2 separate regions of the Mus musculus genome follow, and region 1 is linked to region 2. Evidence: chromatin contacts called from public Hi-C data. All regions are on one chromosome and are shown on one strand. The core of a region is the stretch at or near the end of the contact, and the rest is flanking DNA. Distances in the headings are between cores, read along the strand shown.

What was found. A called contact is a pair of places that touch in the nucleus more often than the background predicts.
Region 1: a Hi-C map of bone marrow-derived macrophages shows a contact between it and region 2, with 15 read pairs. The contact joins two enhancer-like sites. A contact is called at or near these places in 1 of 15 datasets of contacts at CTCF or cohesin (large pre-B cells) and 1 of 484 Hi-C or Micro-C datasets (bone marrow-derived macrophages).

What each region holds. Positions count from the first base shown.
Region 1 is chr12:85,726,254-85,732,050 of GRCm38.p6, forward strand. No RefSeq gene overlaps it. Among named protein-coding and RNA genes, the nearest start is that of Flvcr2, 17 kb to the right of the region's middle. Within about 2 kb of position 3,313, at least 10 of the 459 cell types and tissues checked have an H3K27ac peak or open chromatin away from gene starts, as enhancers often do. A contact at or near this core is called in bone marrow-derived macrophages, where this site is marked.
Region 2 is chr12:85,312,434-85,318,631 of GRCm38.p6, forward strand. It overlaps Nek9 (NIMA (never in mitosis gene a)-related expressed kinase 9), which reads right to left. Exons shown (of 22, transcript NM_145138.2): 11 at 3,147-3,291; 12 at 1,969-2,169; 13 at 1,749-1,795; 14 at 513-668. Among named protein-coding and RNA genes, the nearest start is that of Nek9, 24 kb to the right of the region's middle. Within about 2 kb of position 4,763, at least 5 of the 459 cell types and tissues checked have an H3K27ac peak or open chromatin away from gene starts, as enhancers often do. A contact at or near this core is called in bone marrow-derived macrophages, where this site is marked.

The DNA of each region.
Region 1 (5,797 bases), core at 2,063-4,562, 410 kb after region 2:
ATAAACCTTTCCTACTTTATAGCAAGGATGATGAAACATATAGTAAAAGAAGTTAGGCGTTGGTATTTGTTACTCCTAAAAAGACCAATTCAGATATTTTCTGTTTGTCTGGAGTGCTTTCAAACTGCAAACACTGCCAACCTCCAAGCAGGCTGTCATATAATAAATGTGTTTGATTTGGAGGAGACATTCTTTAGATTCTTTAAATTGAAGTTATAGGGCTGATAATAAAAATAATAATACCTGGGCTGGAGAGATGGCTCAGCGGTGAAGAGCACTGACTACTTTTCCGGAGGTCCTGAGTTCAAATCCCAGCAACCACATGGTGGCTCACAAGCACCCGTTATGAGATCTGATGCCCCCTTCTGGTGTGTCTGAAGTCAGCTACAGTGTACTTATATGTATAATAAATAAATCTTTAAAAATAATAATAATACCTGGTTCTGTTTGTATTTTCTAATTGTGACTGAACTTGTAACCTTGGACATGTAACAAAAAAAATCAACCATAATCTATATTTCTTAGATAACCATTAGTCTGTCCTTGTTCTGTGAAACCTATATAAAGAAGCACCTGACTGCTAGTCAGTCAGAGCTGTCAGATTCCCCAGAACACCATCGCCTGACTCACTCCTCCCGCCCCTCCTCTTATCTCCTCTTCGGGCTGCCCCGTCATCAAGGACCCTCCACTGGGGAAGGCCCTCAGGCAGTCACCAAAGACCTACAGAGTAGAAAGGGACTGCCTCAAAAAGAGGAAGGTGACCAGTGACAGGAGAGGGACAAAAGATAGTACTGGTGGGTAATTATGATCAAACTATATTATGCATATAAGGCTATCTTAATGAACCCCATTATGTATAATGAATTTGCTAATAAACTTTTAAAAAAGAATTGCCTCCTTCTAGGCAAAGGACGGATAATCAAGAGGGCTTGATTTATCTGATTAAGGTGCAATCATGTGATGCAGGCTGAGCCAATGAGAACATCTCCTGGGAATTTGACTCTTCAAGAGAAAGCTCTCAGAGAAGGAAGGGTGAGGCCAGTTCACCACCACAGGAGGAGCCCTGACCAGGGAACTCGTGTAGCTGTCCAGGTTCCTGCTACCTTCTGTACCTTCCCTTGTATCTGTGAGCTAAACATATTGTTCCAGCAAAGTCATAAACCAAAAGACAGGGCTGGAGACATGGCTCAGCAGTTAAGAGCACTGACTGCTCTTCCAGAGGTCCTGAGTTCAATTCCCAGCAACCACATGGTGGCTCCCAACCATCTGTAATGAGATCTGACGCCCTCTTCTGGTGTGTCTGAAGACAGTACAGTGTACCCACATACATGAACTAAATAAATAAACAAATCTTTAAAACAAACCAAAGATAGTGGCTATATATGGGTTTCCCATAGAGGGACACTGGGTCCTGACACTCAGGGCTCCCTGAGTGAGCTCTGGGATGCCTATGCCCTACTAGAAGCCAGGCATTCTGCTAACCATGCACCAGTCCCCAGAGCAGCTAGCCGACCTGGACAACCACTACTGCTTCTAGCAGGAACCATGACAACAAGCTGAGCTCAGCCTCTAGCTTCAGGCGCATTGGTCCGTCCTACACCAAATACAGCTGCTTGCCTTTAAATAATGGCTGGGGATTTGAAACCCCAGAGCTTTACAACTGAAGGTTTGGTCTCCAGGATGACGTTATTGGAATATAGTGGAAGCTTTACTCTTCAAGGCGTTTGGTTTCAGACCAGAGACATGGGACAGAGGTACACATTTTACATACCAAAGCAGACTGTGTCTCCAGATTCTCCCAGCATCCCGCAGTTCCTACCTGGCAAACCCTGCCTTGAACTTTCCAACACTGCCCCTACCCCTCCCCAGGCTCTTCCCTTCCAACGTTTTGCTCTCTCTCTCTCTCTCTCTCTCTCTCTCTCTCTCTCTCTCTCTCTGTGTGTGTGTGTGTGTGTGTGTGTGTGTGTGTGTGTGTGTGTGTGTTCCTGTGCATCCTCCCATATCCCTCACCATGGCGACTCCCCTGGCCTCAATCCTTGGAGCCAGTGAATTTGCCCGAGAGCAGCTTCTCAATAAACCCACTTTAATATAATATAATCTGACTTGAATTGGCTCATTTCCCTGGCAGCGGACAAATAACATATCACAGATGATTCTCAGCTGCCGCTGTCTACTTTTAACCTTTTTGAAGCCCTGGCAAAAGAAAGAAAAGATGGTGTGGTGTTCTCTGTGCCGAACCGCCAAATACTGCAGTGCCAAGTGTGAGAAAAAAAAAGCTTGGCCGGATCACAAGTGGGAATGCCAATGTCTTAAAAACTGCAACCCAGATATCCCATGGGTTCCGTGGCTCTTTTAGGCAGGGTTATCGTCAAGTTTACCCCTCAAAGTCAGAAAGACTTTACTCATTTTATAATCTGGAGTTCAATATTAATAAACTCAATGAAGATAAGAAAGAGGGCCTGAGGTGACTTGCAATGACATTTCAACATTTTGAGAGAGTAGGAAAAAAAGAGATGAAAATGTCTGGATTTTACAGGGAAGAGATTGGGGGGGGGGGGGGACACGACAGCCAAAGCCCAGACCCTGGGCTAGAAAGTTCAAGGTTGGGGGCAGGGTATGCCAGGTAGAGACTGAGGGATTCTGGGAGAATCTGGAGGCCAGGTCTGCTTTGGTATGTAAGATCCACACTTGGGTCTCTTGTCCTTGATCCGAAACCAAATACAAGGGTCAAGAGGAGCTCCTTAGGTCGTTGAAGGTGCACCCTTGCAGAAGATTCTGGGACTCTGCTGTTCTTCACCGGCCTAGTCCCTCTGTCCCTCTGTCCCTCTTCCCTCCTCTGTATTAGTGACTTTTCTATTGCTGTTATGAGACATAATGACCAAGTCAGCCTGTAGAGGGAAGGGACTTACAGTTTCAGAGTGATGGCAATCCTGCCCTCTCTCTCCCTACCTCAAAATGCTTTCATATGCTTGTTTGAAGTGAGCATTGGGGTGAGTGTGAAGGACAAAATAATAAAAATAACTGCAATGGGGGAGGGATGTGAATGTGCTCCGAGGGTTGGCAGAGACTGCCGGTGGCATCCTTTTTGGCCCTATTTTTCTTTTCGTGATGTTTTCAGGAACTGTTGTAACCCTCATCTTAGATACAGAAACAGCCTCAAAAGACGCTACCTGGTTTGCCCGTGTTAATTAAGTGCGAACACAGGACTCAGGCTGGCCTGCGCTGACCCCAAAGCTGGGATCTTCGGGCCAGGCTTGAAACGCTAAGGAAGGTTCTCTAGCTCCACATTGTACACAGAACCACGGGGACAGCACCTAGGTAGTGCTGCCACCTAGCGATAAGATGGAGAACTGCACGTGCCAATTTTTGGTCCCTGTTTCACGCTGAGCTGACCATTGAAGTTCCGGCCAATGGTCATACCTTCCTTGCTCTGCCAGGAGTGGGGTGCACAGTTGTGATCTCTGGATGTAAGCTTCCACCTCTCTGGGCACCCCCAAAGCTCACTATAAAGGGAGTCATAAATGATTGACAGGAAGCTCTCAACAGTTTGGGGGTTCCACCTGGCCTCCACATATCACCTTGAAGACATTTGATGTGAGGGTCAAAGTTCATCCCATACCTCCTCTATGGCAAGTCCTCTAATTTCTGTACTGTCGTGTTCGGCTCTAGTCATCAAGCAACCAGCTAGCTCTCTGGTCACAGAGCAGAGAAAACCCCTGTGCCCAGTGTCTCTGCTCTGCCAGGCTGCCCTGCCCCGTGCCCCACTTCTTCTGTCCGTTGGATTCACCAGCTGAGGCCCGTTTGTGTCAGCACAGTCATTCAGACACAATGACTCAAGTCGGTGGGGGAGGGGGAGCTGTGTCAGCACAGGGTGTTTGACCTTTATGGCAGTGAGGAGTCACCTCAATCTGAAATGTGTGGCTGCCTAGTGATTTCAGTCTCAACTGAAATGCGGACATGAGTGTGATCAATGGGCAGGTGAACAGAAGCACTTCCCCGCTTTCACTCCCTGCACATAGCTCCTTCTGGATCTTCTCTCTTTGTCCAGGTCCGTGACACCTGAACCGTGAAAGAGGAGTTCTCAGAAAATTGGGTACTACCAGAAGATCCAGCAATTCCTCTCCTGGGCATATACCCAGAAGATGTTCCAACTGGTAATAAGGACACATGCTCCACTATGTTCGTAGCAGCCTTATTTATAATAGCCAGAAGCTGGAAAGAACACAGATGTCCCTCAACAGAGGAATGGATAAAGAAAGTATGGTACTTATACAATGTAGTACTACTCAGCTATTAAAAACAATGAATTTATGAAATTCTTAGGCAAATGGATGTATCTGGAGGATATCATCCTGAGTGAGGTAACCCAATCACAAAAGAAGTCACTTGATATGCACTCACTGATAAGTGGATATTAGCCCAGAAACTTAGAATACCCAAGATATAATTTGCAAAACACAAGAAAATCAAGAAGAAGGAAGACCAACGTGTGGGTACTTCATTCCTCCTTAGAATAGGGAACAAAGAAGGAGTTAGAGAGACAAAGTTTGGAGCTGAGATGAAAGGATGGACTATCCAGAGACTGCCCCACCCAGGGATCCATCCTATAATCAGTCACCAAACGCAGACACTATTGTATATGCCAGCAAGATTTTGCTGAAAGGACCCTGATATAGCTGTCTCTTGTGAGGCTATGCCAGTGCCTGGCAACTACAGAAGTGGATGCTCACAGTCATCTATTGGATGGAACACAGGGCCCCCAATGGAGGAGCTAGAAAAAGTACCCAAGGAGCTGAAGGGATCTGCAGCCCTATATGGAACAACAATATGAACTAACCAGTACCCCCCAGAGCTCATGTCTCTAGCTGCATATGTAGCAGAAGATGGCCTAGTCAGCCATCATTGGGAAGAGAGGCCCCTTGGTCTTGCAAACTTTATATGCCCTAGTACAGGGAAACACCAGGGCCAAGAAGTGGTAGTGGGCAGGTAGGGGAACAGGGCAGGGAGAGGGTATAGGGGACTTTCAAGATAGCATTTGAAATGTAAATGAAGAAAATACCTAATAAAAAATTGAAAGAAAAAAAAAAAAAAAAGAAAGAAAGCCAGTGTTCTTTTCCCCTTCAGACACGGGCCTCAGTGACCAAGCCCGCTCAGTCAGTCAACAGGTTCTCCAGCATGGGAGTGAGGATTAAAAAGAAAAAAGACACACAACATTGTAGGGTAACCCCAGTCAATTCTGAGACTGAAGGCAAATTTTTATTTTCCAACCCACTTTTTTTTGGGGGGGGTGGTTGAGACAGGGTTTCTCTGTATAGTCTTGGCTGTCCTGGAACTCACTTTGTAGACCAGGCTGGCCTCAAACTCAGAAATCCGCCTGTCTCTGCCTCCCAAGTACTGGGATTGAAGGCGTGCGCCACCACCGCCCGGCTCCAACCCACTTTTTAATACCACTTTAATTACATGCAAGTATTTTGGGCAAGCTAAATCCTGTGATTACTCCTGATAGTTGTTACAAAGGGCTTATCATAATGACCGAAATATTTGAGCCCACTTTCTCCTCCAAGCCCAAAAATCTTGCCTGAGTCCTAGTTCCACCCTAAGACTAAAATTCCTGCCTTATCCTACTTTCCTATCACAGCCTAAAGTTAGATTCCTGCCTGAGCTTACTTCCCTGTCCTAGGACAATGTCAGATTCCTGTCTGAAGCCCACTTCTTTGCCCTTAGCCAATGTCAGACTCCTGCCAAGTGGTACCCCAAAAGACTTTCCACACCTCAGCACTATGTGGTGAATAGAAGG
Region 2 (6,198 bases), core at 3,513-6,012:
AGACAGACCATTCCCTTAGGTGATTCACCTAAGTTTTTATTAAGATTCATGTCCCCAACAAAGAAAAAGAAATATAATAGTAAAAAACACCACAAAGATCTGACTACTGTCATCATGTTCATTTAGCCTGTCCTGAACTTCACATAATGCAATCTCACATGCTGTGAACTCTTTTGTGGCTGGCTGCTTTTGCTGAACATAATGTCTATGAGATTACTTTATTCTTTTTTTTTTTTTTTTAAGATTTATTTTATTTCTATGAGTACACTGTAGCTGTCTTCAGACACACCAGAAGACACACCATTACAGATGGTTGTGAGCCACCATATGGTTGCTGGGAATTGAACTCAGGACCTCTGGAAGAGCAGTCAGTGCTCTTAACCGCTGGGCCATCTCTCCAGCCCCAGATTACTTTATTCTTAAGTTAAATTCCGCGGTCACTAACTTATAATACGAAAGAAATCCCAACCCAGCATCCTGGCAACATGGTTAAAACCTCAAGGGCCACTCACTTCATGGTTGATGATTCCAGACATGCACTGATTCAGCCCCAGCTTGTTGAACTCATTGAGTCCACAGGCCAGCACTTTGCCTGACTGAGTGAGCAGAAAGGTCCCATCACAGCCACATTGAACTGCAACAATGATTAAGGCCTTTGGAACATCCACCTGCAAGGAATCCCAAGTAGATAATTCATATTAGAAAATAAGCCTCAAGTTCCGCCATCCTGCTGCCCAGCAGCCTGGAGCTCATGCTTCCTAATGCAGAGCTCAAGTCTTCTAAGACACAGGCTGCAGATGAATGGACGGATGCTCCCGGTTAGTCTCTTTGAGGAATGGCTCCTACACCTTTGGAGAAGGCTTCTGTAGAGGGAAGACTATGCAGACAAGCAGGGAAGGGGGTAGCTCTGATCTCTAGCTGGCTTTGCCTTCTGAGAGGAAGGGCTCCTTGACAGCTTTAGAAGAAAGACAGCAGCTGGAGGATCTCGATCTTCTAGAAAGTGTAGCTAGGACTTCCATATCCTTCTACAGCTCACAGGACAGGGTTGTAGAATGAAAGATGTCAGATAGGGCCATGGATATGAATAAAACCTCAAGCCTTAGTTTCTTTTCACAAGTAGAATGGTTGAATCTAAAGACAATCTTTATATGCACCATTTAATCTTAGAATAGAAATAAAATTTGGCAACCATCAGTCGTATAGTGCTGTAGTTAGTGGTAGCTGACTTTCCAGGATCAGGTAAGCCTGGGCCCTGAGGCATGTCAGAGAGGTGTGGCTGTGCTCATCCCTCAGCTGACTCAGGTCTTGGGAGCCTCTTACAAAGCCCGCTCTGGCAGTCCTGACAGTAATCAGATATGATGTCTCCTACTGCACAACGTCTAAGCAAAAACAATCTCAGATGGCGTTCCACTGTAGTAATGCAAGGCTGGCATGATATATATCATCCCCACCATCCTTTCTTAGGGAGATTTAGCTGTCTGTGACACTTTCTGTTTTATGTGCTGATTTTAACTTCATGTCTCAGTAAGATGTGACTCCAGGGTCCATAATAGCTGTATCCATTTTCTCAATTTTCTGTGATTTAGATGACAAGACCACATAGTGCTAAATCAGGAATCCTAGATTGTTAGTCTCCTAGACAAGATAGAGTTCAGAAATAAACACTCTGCTCTGAGCAGTCGGGGAGAGAGGATGTCTTTTTGGTCTATGTCTTAGACAGGCTGTAGGAGAGGCTGCTTCTTAGTTACCCTCTGTGGTGTATAGTAATCCTCTTCTGAATCCAAACCCAGCCGTCCTGAAACACACAAGAAGGCAGGCATTACACCAAGGGCTTCCTCTCTAGGAGGATACTCTGTAACGCTTTCTGAACTTATATTCCTAGCCAGAGGCTACTTGATGTGTTTAGTGCTCAAAGACTGACATCCTGCTAAGTACCTGGGGGAAGTGGAGGGAACAGGCTTCACCTACCATATTCACCACAGCCCCAAGAGTAGACTTCTTTGTTTCGTGTCAGAACTACCACATGATTATCCCCACAGGAGACCTGCTCCACAGGATTGCTGAGGAAGAAGTTCAGCTGCATGGGTTCTAGCACTTCAGGGCCAGAAACCTTGTCCACTCCCATGCAGCCATAATAATCTGATCCAAAGGCGTAGAGCTGACCCTCATCTGCAAAAGGCAAGAAAACCATCACAGAAAGGATTACTAAGGAGCCACATGTGGTAGTAGTAGTACTGTAATCAACAGTCTAAATAATTGTAAGATTATTATGCTAAATGATCTTCAAACTTCCCTGGAGCCTTCCCTGTTTTGTAGACAGAAATACCAACAATGGGACTGGAGAGCCAGCTTGGCACTAGAATGTGAACTGCTATTCCAAAGGACCCCAGTTTGATATCCAGCACCCACGCCAGGCAGCTCATAACTCAAACCCAGTGTCAGGGAAATCTGAGCACCTCTCCTGGCCTCTGTAGTTAGTATAACACTCACATGCGCAAACCCACTCTTAGATACACACATAGCCATAAAATTAAAAAAAATAATTCCAGCTGGGCAGTGGTGGCCCACGCCTTTAATCCTAGCACCTGGGAGGCAGAGGCAGGAGGATTTCTGAGTTCGAGGCCAGCCTGGTCTACAGAGTGAGTTCCAGGACAGCCAGGGCTACACAGAGAAACCCTGTCTCGAAAAGTCAAAAAAAAAAGAAAAGAAAAGAAAAGAAAAGAAAAGAAAAGAAAAGAAAAGAAAAGAAAAGAAAAGAAAAATCCCTCTTCATCATCAGCATTTGTGACATCCAATAGGTGGATAGAATAGAGTATTCTCCCACAAAGCAGAACACGTAGTGCTCTCTCGTATCTCAGCCTTCTGTTACTCACCTTTCTCCTTGCTCATCGCTCTTTCACACAGTAGGCAACTGGGAAGTTTGGTCTTAGTTTTGGGAACGGAACTTAGGGCCTTACTTGCTCTAGTGCTGCATCACTGAGCGGCTCTCCCCAAGCCTCGGAACGCTGTTATTAATCAGTCTATTTCCTAAGTGTCTCTGGTCTTTTTTGGGGTGGGGGAGGTAGTTGTTTGCTATAAAATATCACCCGACATTGTATTATGTTCCATGTTAAATGTACTCAGGATGCTGTTCATGCGTGGCTTACCTGTGACACAGACAGTGAAATCATCCCCACACGACACCTGGTGGATAGCCTTCCCTTGTAACTTTTCTACATGCTTTGGCTGTCGGTAGGAAGCTTTGTCTCCATGTCCTAGCTGACCGTGAAGTTTAGTGCCCCCTTGCATGTTCTGTTAAAAAAAGACATCTTGTGAAATTTAACTTTTCATGCTAAAAGCTAATCTTTAATATCCTACTTCTAAAGAAAAACAGTAAGAAAAAATAGTGAAAATTTAAAGACAAAAGTGGGTAAGGGGATTAAATTTTTAAAAAAAATTTTTGAGACAGGTTTCACTATATATTGCTAGCTGTCCTGAAACTAACTCTCTGTATAGAAAGGCTAGGCAGCCTGCCTGTCTCTGCCTTTTGAGGACTGGGACACCACTATGCCTCACTAGGACAAAGCATTTTAATGATTAACATAACCCCACAGCTACATGTAAAGAAGATTTTAAAACACATCCAGATTCATATCCATCAGGCATCAGGTCAAACTGCAAATTCTGTCTTATCTTACGTGAGGTGAACTGTGGGTGATGATGGACAGTTCATTGAAGTATACTTCGGTTGCTTTCTGCTCTAATTTGGTTTCTGTTGCTGTAATAAATACCATGACTAAAAGCACCTTGGAGAGGAAAGAGCTTAGAGTTTGCAGTCTATCAGCAGGGGACACCAGGGCAGGAACTGAAGTCAAGTCAGACACTGAAGCAGAAGGCACCACTGCTCACTGGTTGTTCCTTAGGGCTTTCTCAGCTTGCTTGCTTCTAGCACCCAAGACGACCTGTCCAGGAGTAGCACCAGCCACAGTGAGCTGTGCCCCCATCAGTCATTAACGGAGAAAATGCCCCACAACGTGCCAATCTGATGGAGGCAATTCCTTAACTGAGAGGTTCCCTTTATCCTGTGTCAAGTTGACAAAAACTAAACAGAACATTTTCTAAATGAGTACAATCTCTTAAAAACAACATGTACTATAAGTTTTATAAATTTTGGTTACCTTCCTCAAAGCACAGAACAGCTATAAGGAATATAGCTATATCAAAAAGAAAACAAAACTGAGGGGGAAATAAAACAGAGATTTTGGTTCCATCAAAGAAGTTGGTGGGGGCGGGGGGGAGGGGGGCTGCCCTGGCTGTTCTGCTTTCTTGGTTCTCTCTTAAAGGTCAGCATCTTGAAGGGAGTGTTGGCTATTTAAGGTTGCTGTTTAATGATAATAACAGCTCACCTATCTTAAGTCTTGGTCACTTTGCTGCAGTAGCTGACCTGCCTGTCTGCGTTCCTCTGAGGCCAGAAACTTGCATCTCTGGCGTTTATGACCTCATCCTAAAACAGCAGGGATTAAGTCAAGGATTAATTGCTAGAGCCTTTCCCCTCTTGTCCAGATGCCTCTCTTGTCAGGCTGGGGCAATAAACTTCTATTGAATCCAAAGAAGAGTCTTGCTTGCAGAAAGAAAAACTTTTACACAAGCAAATATGGATAAACTCACATAAGTTCATGTACAAATTCATGCTTGCACATTCTTATGTCTCTATTCAAACCAGTTGGGTCCAGCTACTTATTTCATAATTACACACACATCCATACTTACATATGCATATGGAGCAAGAGACCAAGCACCGGTGCAGAAGGAAGTAACTCATTCTGCATGAAAAATGAGCTCCAATCTTTACTGCACGGAGAAAGGAGAAGCTTCTGCCCTTTTGTTGTTAAATGAAGTAAACTTAAGTCTGTAAGAAGAAAGCTTTGTCCTCTGTAGTAAGATGAAGCCTGCCTTGCTATCAAGAAAAGACCTGTTCTGTCGAGTGGTAAGGAGAAGCCTGCCTGCTCCTTCTGCTCTCTGCAGCTTCTTCTATTTTCCTCTTCCCCTTTGCATTCTGCACATTGCTCATTTTTTTTAAGTTGCCTTATAATTTCTAAGTTACTCCACTCTGCATTCTCCTTCTAATCTTGCTCTCTCCTTTGCTCTGATGTAACAATGCCCTTGTTCCCAATGCTATGCCTTCCAATGCTATGCCTTCCAATACAATGTTTCCTAGTCTTTTGGACCTTCCTAGAAGAAGAGATCACGTGGCTTATGCAAGCATCCATTTTTTTTTTTTTACAAAAATTCACTAGAACTTCAAACATAAATTTAAACCATAAATTGAATAAGAAGTTTACAGCGGAGAATATTTACATGTATATCCATTAAGAGTAATTATCTGAGCGAGGCAGTGGTGGTGCACGCCTTAAATCCCAGCACTCGGGAGGCAGAGGCAGGTGGATTTCTGAGTTTGAAGCCAGCCTGGGCTACAGAGTGAGTTCCAGGACAGCCAGGGCTACACAGAGAAACCCTGTCTCAAAAAAAAAAAACAAAAAAAAAACCAAAACAAAAATTATCTGGTTAAACATTTCACTACTTAGCTCAACAGGTTCACTAAAAGTGAAAAACTATCATTTTTGTGACTAAGTTATTAGTGAAGTTTTTTTTTTTTTTTTTTTTTTTTTTTAAAGATTCACTACATATAAGTACACTGTAGCTGTCTTCAGACACACCAGAGGAGGGCATCAGATTTTATTACAGATGGTTGTGAGCCACCATGTAGTTGCTGGGATTTGAACTCAGGACCTTGGAAGTCAGTGCTCTTAACCACTGAGCCATCTCTCCAGCCCTAATAATGATTCTTTTTTTCTTTTTGGTTTTTTGATACAGGGTTTCTCTGTGTAGCCCTGGCTGTCTTGGAACTCACTTTGTAGACCAGGCTGGCCTCGAACTCAGAAATCTGCCTGCTTCTGTTTCCCGAGTGCTGGGATTAAAGGCATACGCACCACTGCCAGGCTGTGAAGTTTTATATAGATAAACCCAGTCAGTATTTTATCTTCTGTCCTTGCACTTATATTAAATCCTTAGTTCCCCTTCGTATGACTTTTGGTTAACTGTTTTACAGCCTGTTGGAATGTGCTCTAAGTTGTAGATTCCTGCTAGCTGTCTCAGAAGCAATTAACATTTGATTGACACTTGAAGACTGGAGAGTTTCTCAATGCAGCTTTGACATCA